Linked DNA regions of Sus scrofa: all the other regions are linked to region 3. A link is a contact called in public Hi-C data. All regions are on one chromosome and are shown on one strand. Each heading gives the region's core, a stretch centred on a gene start, on an enhancer-like site or on the middle of the called end of the contact. The rest is flanking DNA. Distances are from core to core; before and after follow the strand shown. Region 1 holds the start of DALRD3 (DALR anticodon-binding domain-containing protein 3). Region 2 holds the start of QARS (glutamine--tRNA ligase). Region 3 holds the start of GMPPB (GDP-mannose pyrophosphorylase B).

Region 1 (3,146 bases), core at 437-2,936, 600 kb after region 3:
ACTCAGCAAAGGGTGGCAAGGTTCCTGGTGGTTCATTTTTTTGAGACTTGGGCCAAAGATGTGAGAGCAGCCCCTCCAGGTGGGGGAATGAGAGCAGCTCCTGTCACCCGGCCTTCATGACACAGGAAGTTGAAAGTGGCACAGGCATTGGGCTGCAAAGAGAAAGCCAGCATCAGCTGGGCTAGGGCCAAGGCCAGGCCTGGGCTCGCCTCAGCATTCCCGAGTACCAGACATACTGTGTCCTGCACTTCCACAGCGATGCCCCGCTGCCTCATGGCTCGCAGCACCTGGGGCTGCAGCCGCTCAGTCCGGTCTCCAGTGCCCACCACAACAATCTCTAGGGAAAGATGAGCATAGCAAGGCTGCAACGAGGTCTATCGAGAGGGTGGGTTTCCGGGGCTCATCACCTCAGCCTTCCCTTCCTCCAGTACCTATTCGGGGCTCCAGCATCCAAAAGAGAGAGAAGCTTCCTTCGGTGATGTCCTGGTGGGAACCTACCTGTGTGGGAAGGAGACAAGTTAATTACAAGTCTATGGAGGTTTCCCCACCGACCCTCTACCTGCTCCAAAGCGGGGCAAAAGAAAAGCCAAGTTTGCCAAGGACGGAGTCAGGAAGGCAGGCCTGACTCTGGTCCTCGGGTTTCCTTATTGCAGGGAAGGGCTCACGTTCCACTGCACCACCGAGTGCGGAAGCAGCGCGCAGGGCCCAAGCACGCGATTTCCATTGACCACGAAGCCGCGGCTGCTGTAGCTGTCGATGTACATCGCCTGCGGGGACTCGCGCTGCAGCAGAGATATTCGCGTCCGCTGATACAGCTCATCATCCGTCGGCGTGAGCCGATGCCCACGCCCTGGGGCCCTGCGGAGGGGTATGGTCGGGGTCTAAGGGGCTGGGAGTCGCTGGCTGTGGGGGGCAGGTGGTCAGGGACGGTGGGTCCGGCCTCACCAGGACAGCTGCGCGAGCGGCCAGCGAAGGATGTGTCGCGCTCGATACAAGCTCCGAAGCACGAACACCGCTGCCATGGCGGATCAGCGCACAGGGAGACCGGCGCAGGGTCAGCGGGGTCGTGGCGTCACCCAGCCCGGAGCAACGACAGCGCCCCCAGCGTCGCGGAGGGCACCGCGCAGCTCTGCCGGCCCCGGGCTGGAGACGGGAGGGAGCCGACCAGGGGCTTAGGTCCCAGCAGGGCGGGTCTCCCGGTGCGGCTCCAGTGTCTGCAGCTGCCGTCCGCCCCGCCCCAGGCCCCCGCAGGCCGTTCTGGGGGAGCCGGACACCTGGTGGCGTGACAGGCCTCAGCACAGTCTGAGCCCCAGCCGCGGCCGGGCCCCCGGCTCTTAGCCATTAAGCCGGGCTCTTGGGACCCGGGGAGGGGCGGCCTAGCACCTGTTCGAGTCCCGCACACCTGGCCAGGGCGTGGTGCCAGCCTCCAAATTTCTAATCCCGGCTTCGCGGAGTCGGATTCCGAGGGCGGTGCGGGCAGCTCAGGTTTCCCCCTCTCGCCCTCCGAGTTCAGCCCCTCCCAACCGTTCACCCGCGCGACCGTTGGCAACGCCGCGGCGTTTCACACCAGGCGTCGTTGCGCTTGGATTGGCTTCTCTGGAGGGCGAGGGGGCGTGGCTGAGTGGTTTCGCCTTAAAATGGCTCCAACTCTGCGGCTAGAACAAGCGGAAGAGGACGCGACGTCAGGCTGGTCGTTGCTGCTCCTGGGTCGGACCGGGCCGAAACGGACCAGACATTGAACTATACAGCGGCCGGAGTATCGCCCTATTCTTGTTCACCTCGCTCTGCGTCCAGAGAATCCCTCCCCCGCGTCTTGAGCCGAATCAGAAGGCCTACTGGTGCCAGAGTCGCTGGCGCCCGCGCAGGTTCCGACATCTCGGCGCGCCTACTGTATGGTGGCCTCCGGGGAAACATTGCTGCGTCTGCCGCCCGCGGGGCCAGGCTGGCGGGGGGGTTTCGAACAACCGAGGACGTTCTCAGTAGATCTCCGGGGGTCCCGTCGCTGCCTTGAGGGCTCATTGGGCTTCTCGCACTCCCGACACTGGCAGCGTCACCAGACAAAGGGCCCGGGTGCGGGGGTGTCCCAGGGGAGGGTTTACTTCCTCTCCGAGGCCCCACGGGCGCGCTTCCCTCTTGGCTGATCCTGAAGCCCGCCCCGCCACCGCCAGTGTAGTGGCCCTGACTGCATGGGACCAACAGGATTAATCCTACCCCGTGGATCTAATCCAGATTGGGACCCAGTCCCGGGGGGGGGGGTCCCCACCACACCTATTGTTTTGGGGCCCAGGTGAGCGAGCGGCTCGTTCCTACCGCACTTGATTTCACCACCTTCTCTTGGCTCCCTCTCCTGGGACTGGGAATGTAGGAAGTTTGATCTGGCACCAAGGCAAGAGATTACCCCTCTCAACCTCCCACTCCCCACGGCTGGACAGCGGGCAACGGAATCCCAAAAGCAGCTGTTGTCTCCAGAGCATTCCAGCTGCACTTGGATTTCGTTCCCTGCTCTCTTGCCTGAGCAGCGTTCTGGCCCAGATTCGGTGGGCTAGCCCCTGATCCCCAGACATACTTTATCGGGCCACTCTGATTTCTGTCCCTCTCTCAGGTGCGCCCTCAGGCTGGAAATGACAGGCGTAGACGTCGGGGAGCCCAGGCTGTGGCCATCTCTTGGATCCCAAGGTAGCACTGGCAAGGGAGGGAGGACACAGGGACTTCTGATTGGGCTGCAATGGTGGTCTGCAATGGTGGTGAGTCCCCCAGGGCCACCCCAGCCCACAGCTGACTAAAGATAGCCCTTCACTTCCTGGGGTAAAGCCACTGTAAGTGTCCTCATGCACCAAGAGTAGCTGAAGACCCCAGCTCAGCCTCTGGCCCCCAATCCTATTAGCAGCTGACCCTAGGTTGTGCACCTGCGGCATGGAAAGTGCTTTGGAATGACACGATCACTCCCGTTGAGTGGGCACCCAAGTAGCCATCGGGAATGTCGTGTCCGCCCAGTGCTCTTTCGGAGCCTCCCTGCAGGGCCTTGCAACCCTGGCCCAGAAAGGGACCTTGCCAAGCTTTTCCTGCTCCTAGAATCCTCTCTCTTCTGAGTTCTGGGCACTCTCACTTCTCCAGGGCAGAGATTATGGATGTTCTGCTGCATCAAG
Region 2 (2,951 bases), core at 442-2,941, 530 kb after region 3:
AGGGGGCCAAGCGGGCATGGTGGAAGGGGGGCAAGACACAGGATTGGATCTGGATACTGATGCAGTATGTGGCCCTGGGCTGAACCTGGCATGTAGTCATTATGTGGAGCTCAAAAATAGATTTGCTCATTAGTGGAATATGGCCACAAATCAGGAAATATTATGGTCAGGATCATGCCCAGTACTTGAAGGTCCAGGAGTTTTAGGGTCACTGAGGCCTTTAGGAGCCTGTGTTTCCATCCCAAATTTGGGGAACTTACCATCCCACCATCAACAGCTCCAGTTCTATAAGAAAATAGATTGGGGACTTCTCATTGTGGCTCATTGGTAATGAGCCTGACTTATCCATGAGGATGTGGGTTTGACCCCCGGCCCAGCTCAGTTGGTTAAGGATCCAGCGTTACCATGGGCTGTGGTGTGGGTTGCAGATGCACCTACGATCCCAGGTGGCTGGGATCGTTGTGGCTGTGGCCGTGGCGTAGGCCAGCATCTACAGCTCTGATTCCACCCCTAGCCTGGGAAATTACATATGGCATGGGTGCAGCCCTAAAAAAAAAAAATAAAAACAAAAACACAGGTTGTACATTCAGTTTTAGCCTGATGATTCCCACCCAGCAGGCCCTTAAGGGCCAAAGAGAGACTAGGGAGATCCCCAAGCATATCATCATAACTATTCTACCTTCTCTGTCCCACACTATTGAATAAAATATCCTGTCAAGTACTTGCATATGGATTTTAAGGTCTAATCTGCTTGTGGTTTTCCTATATTTGCATGCTTCGGTAAGAAGAGTAAGTATGGGGGTTCCCATAGTGGCTCAGTGGTTAACGAACCCGACTAGCATTCATGAGGACATGGGCTCAAGCCCTGACCCAGCTCAGCGGGTTAAGGATCTGGCCTTGCTGTGAGCTGTGGTGTAGATTGCAGATGTGGCTCGGATCCCACGTTGCAGTGGCTTTGGCGTACACGCAGATACAGCTCCGATTTGACCCCTAGCCTGGGAACCTCCGTATGCCGCGGGTGCGATCCTAAAACAGACCAAAAAAAAAAAAAAAGTAAGTATGGCAGGAGATTTTAAGCCAAATCATCACAGAAGTCATGCAAGGTCCTTCCTGGCCCCAAACCTTCCCTTTCCTGGTTAGGGGTGTGTGTGTGTGGGTGTGTGTGTGTGTGTGTGCGTGCGCGCGTGCAGGTGGAGCTGGAAAAGTGCCAAGACTTTTGGGGCGCATCCATGTGCCATTTCAGACGTCTGTTCTGGAGTCTTGACCGGATTTCCCGGGCTTCATTTTGTTCAGCTGTTTCCGTGACAACTCCAAAGTGTGACGTCAGAAACACGACCTACATTGACATTTGTTTCCAAAAACAAAACTGGGATGGTCCCAAGTTTTCCGGGGCTGAAGGAGAAAAGATGAAGAGTAAAATTACCATGATTATGTCTGCCTCCTGCCCTGGTGCTGAACACCTTCGCTCCAGGTTTGGAACAAATCACCTCTAAAGTACCGCCGCTCACTATCCCTTTTAGAGACCTGAAGCACGAAGACGGAAGTAAAGCGGCGGGAGAGGCCGCCCTCTGCCCTTTAAATGTCACTGACGATCCTGGAGATCCCCGCCCCTTCCCTCCAAGGAAGGATACCATTGGCTTTCGCTGACGGCATCTCACTCCTATTGGTCAGTGAGCTAACTCCGGGGCAGATTGGCCCCAAAGTTTCTTTTTGGCTTCCGGCGTCCCAGCAATGGCGGCTCTAGACTCCTTGTCGCTCTTCACCGGCCTCGGCCTGAGCGAGCACAAAGCGCGAGAGACGCTCAAGAACACGGCTCTGAGCGCGCAGCTGCGCGAGGCGGCGACCCAGGTGCAAACCTACGTCCTTGGCCCCGGCTGCCGACTGTGCCCCAAGGCAACTCCGGGCCGGGTCCAGACCCCGACCCACCCATCTTGTCTCACTCTTGCTTTTCTTACTGGAAGTGAGGCTTATCTCCTGACCCCTCTGACCCTAGGCACAGCAGACTCTGGGCTCCACCATCGACAAAGCTACCGGGACCCTGCTCTATGGCTTGGCCTCGCGACTGCGGGATCCTCGTCGACTGTCTTTCCTCGTGAGCTACATAGCTAGTAGGAAGATCCATACTGAGACTCAGCTGAGCGGTGAGACCCTTGCCTGTCTTGCTTCCACCTCCAGCTCCTCCTCTCAGCCAAGATCCCTATCTAACCATTCTGACAAGACCCACAGTGTCACTCTAGATTACTAGTTCTGCATTCTTCTCTAAACTTAGGCCCTGGCACTGACGGAGAGGGCCACCTCTGGGTGAGACCCACTGGAGAACTGTGTAGGTCTGAGGGAGTTTCCCTCACAACACATGCTTCTTTCCTGTGGCCTTAGGGCTTCTCTAGTGAAGTGCAAGACTTACTTTTCCAGGAAGTCAAACTAATTGGGGTTTCATGGATAGGATTAGGGCCCTGTCTTCCTACTTCTTGGAGCTGAGATGCCACAAACTCCTTGGCTTTCCTTTTTCAGCTGCCCTTGAGTATGTGCGAAGTCATCCCCTGGACCCAATCAACACCATGGACTTTGAGCAGGAATGTGGTGTGGGCGTCATTGTGACTCCAGAGCAGATTGAGGAGGCTGTGAGTCTTTTCTTAGGTGTCAGCTGCCTCCTTAATTCTAAGGAGTGGCTTTCAGTACTTAATACTGGAAAGGAGTGGCCCTGCTTTACCAACCAGAAAGTCCCAGGGTGAGGGGATCAGTCCCTAGAGCATGTCTGAAGCTCATGGTTTGGCTTTCTGTAGGTGGAGGCTGCCATAAATCATCACCGATCCAAGCTCCTTGTAGAGCGTTACCACTTCAACATGGGGCTGCTGATGGGTGAGCAGGACCTGGGGCAGGGGACTACAGACTATGTTGTTATCACTGGTCATGCCTTCTCTTCTGGGCATGAGTGAGAGGGAGGTGGAAGG
Region 3 (2,862 bases), core at 291-2,790:
TTCCCATTTCTTGGGGCTAGGAGGGGGCAGCTTGCCTGTTTCTGATTAGTAATGACCGTCTTTTCTCTTGTACTATTTTGTGGCTTCAGCCATAGGGGCAGTAGCTCTTCATTAGTGTGGATAGTCATTTCTTGGCAGGGCAGAGGCCAAGACAAAGGTTTGGGGGCCAGCTGGGACCCCCTTGTTGGAACCTCTCCAGCCTGGGGATGTGCTGTACCTCCTGAGTTCCTATATTTTGGGAGCAGATGCTGCCCCCATTCTGCTCTTCATCACGAGAGGCTGTACCCACTTATAGTCAGCGTTTTCCTGGCATTGAGAAGAGCAGGGCTGGGATCTGCTGCTTCTCCCGCAGGGCAGGGTCCCTCCTTCTTTCAGCACTTTTAAACACTTGGGAGACCCAGCCTTGTTATCTGTTGAGTGGTGGGCATGCGCATCTGCACATGCTGTTTGCCACTATTTTGCCCTGCTCCATGCCAGAGAGCCCTGTCCCTGCCAGGCCCTGTTTCCCCAGCCCCAACTTGGGACCAAAGTGCAAGACGGGATCACTGGTTGGGGCGCTCAAGCGACCCCTCTGTGTAGTGCTTCCCTGGGCCAAGTCGACACCAGCCCCCTAGCGGGGTGGGATGGGCGGTGCTTAAAAGAAAGGGGACCAGTGTAGCAACATGCTGGGGACCCCACCCCTCTCATGTCCGGTCCTGTGCAGTGGGCGTGGGGTTTCTCCTAAGGGGCCAAAGGCCTGAGCTAGTTATGTAGCTGCTGCTCACTTGCTCACGGCTGGCCATGTGCACACTCCTAGATGCAGAATGCTTTGAACTTTAGAGCTGTTCAATTTGGTCTTTGTGCAGATTTAATGTTTTAGTGGAAAAAATTTGGGAGAATCCTGGGAAGGTCCTGGTTCCTTTGCTTCTCCGGGAACTGTAAGGCCTGGCCTCGAGGACCACTCTCTGCTCCACTTTGCTGGAAGCTGCCTAAGCCTGTCCACGCTGCCCGAGCCCTGCACCCGGATACTACACTTGGCTCCGGCCGTGTCCGGGCGCGGTTGCTTTTTCTTGGGACCTTGAGCGCGGGAGAGGGGGTGCTCGAGCCTTGGGCCGAACCTGCCCCTTTCCGTACACCTAGCGCTGCCCGCCCCGCTTGTGTCTGAGGTCGTGTATGTCAAAATAAAGCCGCTAGAAACTGAGGCGTGTCCGTGTCTTTGAAAAAAAAACAAACCCAGAAACTCGGGGTGGACTGGCCTAGCCCAGCCCGGCCTCCTCGCGCCCTCGGCCCCGCCCCAGTTCCTCCGGCAGGGCGGGGCCGGAAGCGGCTGGGGTGCGGCTGACCTGGGCCCGAGAGGACGGAAGCCTCGCCTGCGGCGCGAGCTCCGCCTTTGGATCCGCCAATGGCAAGCCGACCCGCGGATCCGGTCCCGGTCGCCATGGCAGCCAGGCGCGCTCCGCTCTCATTGGCTGAGTCTGCCGGAATACCGCGTCGCGGCGACCCGACGCCGATGGCCGTGCCACGTATGCCGCAGCTGATTGGCCCGCCCGGGCTCCCGTCATACACTGGCGGACGCCAGCCAGAGTTGGCAGCTCGCTGCTCTCGCTTCGGCGTCGCGTACTAGCTTGCCGCTGACTTGGACTTAGCGTCGACGCGGACTGGGCGGACAAGGCAGAACAAGAGTTGGTCAGTCTGGAGCGTGAAGGGAGCGGGAGGGTGTCATAGGGGTCGGCTGGGCGGGCCGCGGACACCTCGGAGCCCGGGACTCACTCTGGCCTCCAGCAGGCGCAATGAAGGCACTGATCCTGGTGGGTGGCTACGGGACGCGCCTGCGGCCGCTGACGCTAAGCATACCGAAGCCGCTGGTGGATTTCTGCAATAAGCCCATTTTGCTGCATCAAGTGGAGGCGCTGGCCTCGGTAAGGCCCAGGGACGGGGTCTTGGTGGGATTTGGCAGGGTGAGGGACGGCCAGCGACAGGAGGGCAGGGATCCCTGTGCCTTCGGCTGAGCCCGCCTGAAGGCCGGCACTGTTCATTCCCACAGGCAGGCGTGGATCACGTGATTCTGGCCGTGAGCTATATGTCTCAGATGTTGGAGAAGGAAATGAAAGCACAGGAGCAAAGGGTGAGGCACGGATTCTTGGCTTTTTCCCTTGGTCCCCGCTCAGCTTCCCACCCTAGTAGGAGAAACCTAACGGGGCCTTCTTCCTTCCAGCTAGGAATCCGAATCTCCATGTCCCATGAAGAGGAGCCTTTGGGAACAGGTCAGTAGAGACAAGAAGGTTCCTTGGGGAGGGTTTAGGGCCAGGAGAGGGGCAAGACTCTGTCTGCATGGGGCTTGCTGAGCCTGGGTCCAGAGGCTCAGACCTGGAAGATGATGGTGACCTCTTGCTCTTCCCCAGCTGGACCCCTGGCACTGGCCCGTGACCTGCTCTCTGAGACTGCGGAGCCTTTTTTTGTTCTGAACAGTGATGTGATCTGCGATTTTCCCTTCCAAGCCATGGTGCAGTTCCACCGCCACCATGGCCAAGAGGGCTCCATTCTGGTAAGGAAACAGGTCTTTCTTCTCCGATAACCCACCCCACCCCAGCCTCTCTCACCTCCCAGCTTTGAATTGCCCCAATGTTTTGGGTGCAGAACCATGCAGTATGTGCCTTTATGCATCTGGGGGCACAATCCCAGATATAAGACACCATGTACCTCAAGACTCAGGAGCCCTGGACTAGGTCTGAGGTCCCCCTGCACTCAGGTGACCAAAGTGGAGGAGCCCTCTAAGTATGGTGTGGTGGTGTGTGAGGCTGATACAGGCCGTATTCACCGGTTCGTGGAGAAGCCACAGGTGTTTGTGTCCAACAAGATCAATGCAGGCATGTACATCCTGAG

The links. A called contact is a pair of places that touch in the nucleus more often than the background predicts.
Region 1: a contact with region 3 is called in a Hi-C map of liver, with 5 times the contacts expected there. The contact joins the promoter of DALRD3 here to the promoter of GMPPB in region 3. A contact is called at or near these places in 1 of 5 promoter capture datasets (fetal liver), 1 of 47 Hi-C or Micro-C datasets (liver) and 1 of 2 datasets of contacts at active chromatin or transcription factors (alveolar macrophages).
Region 2: a Hi-C map of liver shows a contact between it and region 3, with 5 times the contacts expected there. The contact joins the promoter of QARS here to the promoter of GMPPB in region 3. A contact is called at or near these places in 1 of 5 promoter capture datasets (liver) and 1 of 47 Hi-C or Micro-C datasets (liver).

What each region holds. Positions count from the first base shown.
Region 1 is chr13:31,654,846-31,657,991 of Sscrofa11.1, reverse strand. DALRD3 (DALR anticodon-binding domain-containing protein 3) reads left to right here and starts at 1,686. Exons shown (of 14, transcript XM_021070653.1): 1 at 1,686-1,890; 2 at 2,603-2,676. The coding sequence starts at 2,622. It overlaps NDUFAF3 (NADH:ubiquinone oxidoreductase complex assembly factor 3), which reads right to left and starts at 1,051. Exons shown (of 5, transcript NM_001243606.1): 1 at 946-1,051; 2 at 666-858; 3 at 432-498; 4 at 237-337; 5 at 1-152. The coding sequence starts at 1,022. The coding sequence ends at 33. It overlaps MIR425 (microRNA 425), which reads left to right and starts at 2,919; the gene lies at 2,919-2,998. It overlaps MIR191 (microRNA 191), which reads left to right and starts at 2,429; the gene lies at 2,429-2,508.
Region 2 is chr13:31,721,940-31,724,890 of Sscrofa11.1, reverse strand. QARS (glutamine--tRNA ligase) reads left to right here and starts at 1,691. Exons shown (of 24, transcript XM_021070652.1): 1 at 1,691-1,848; 2 at 1,994-2,141; 3 at 2,512-2,621; 4 at 2,784-2,859. The coding sequence starts at 1,732.
Region 3 is chr13:32,251,833-32,254,694 of Sscrofa11.1, reverse strand. It overlaps GMPPB (GDP-mannose pyrophosphorylase B), which reads left to right and starts at 1,540. Exons shown (of 10, transcript NM_001244541.1): 1 at 1,540-1,665; 2 at 1,762-1,898; 3 at 2,024-2,104; 4 at 2,195-2,243; 5 at 2,382-2,524; 6 at 2,729-2,862. The coding sequence starts at 1,770. IP6K1 (inositol hexakisphosphate kinase 1) reads left to right here. Exons shown (of 5, transcript XM_021068778.1): 5 at 1-1,180.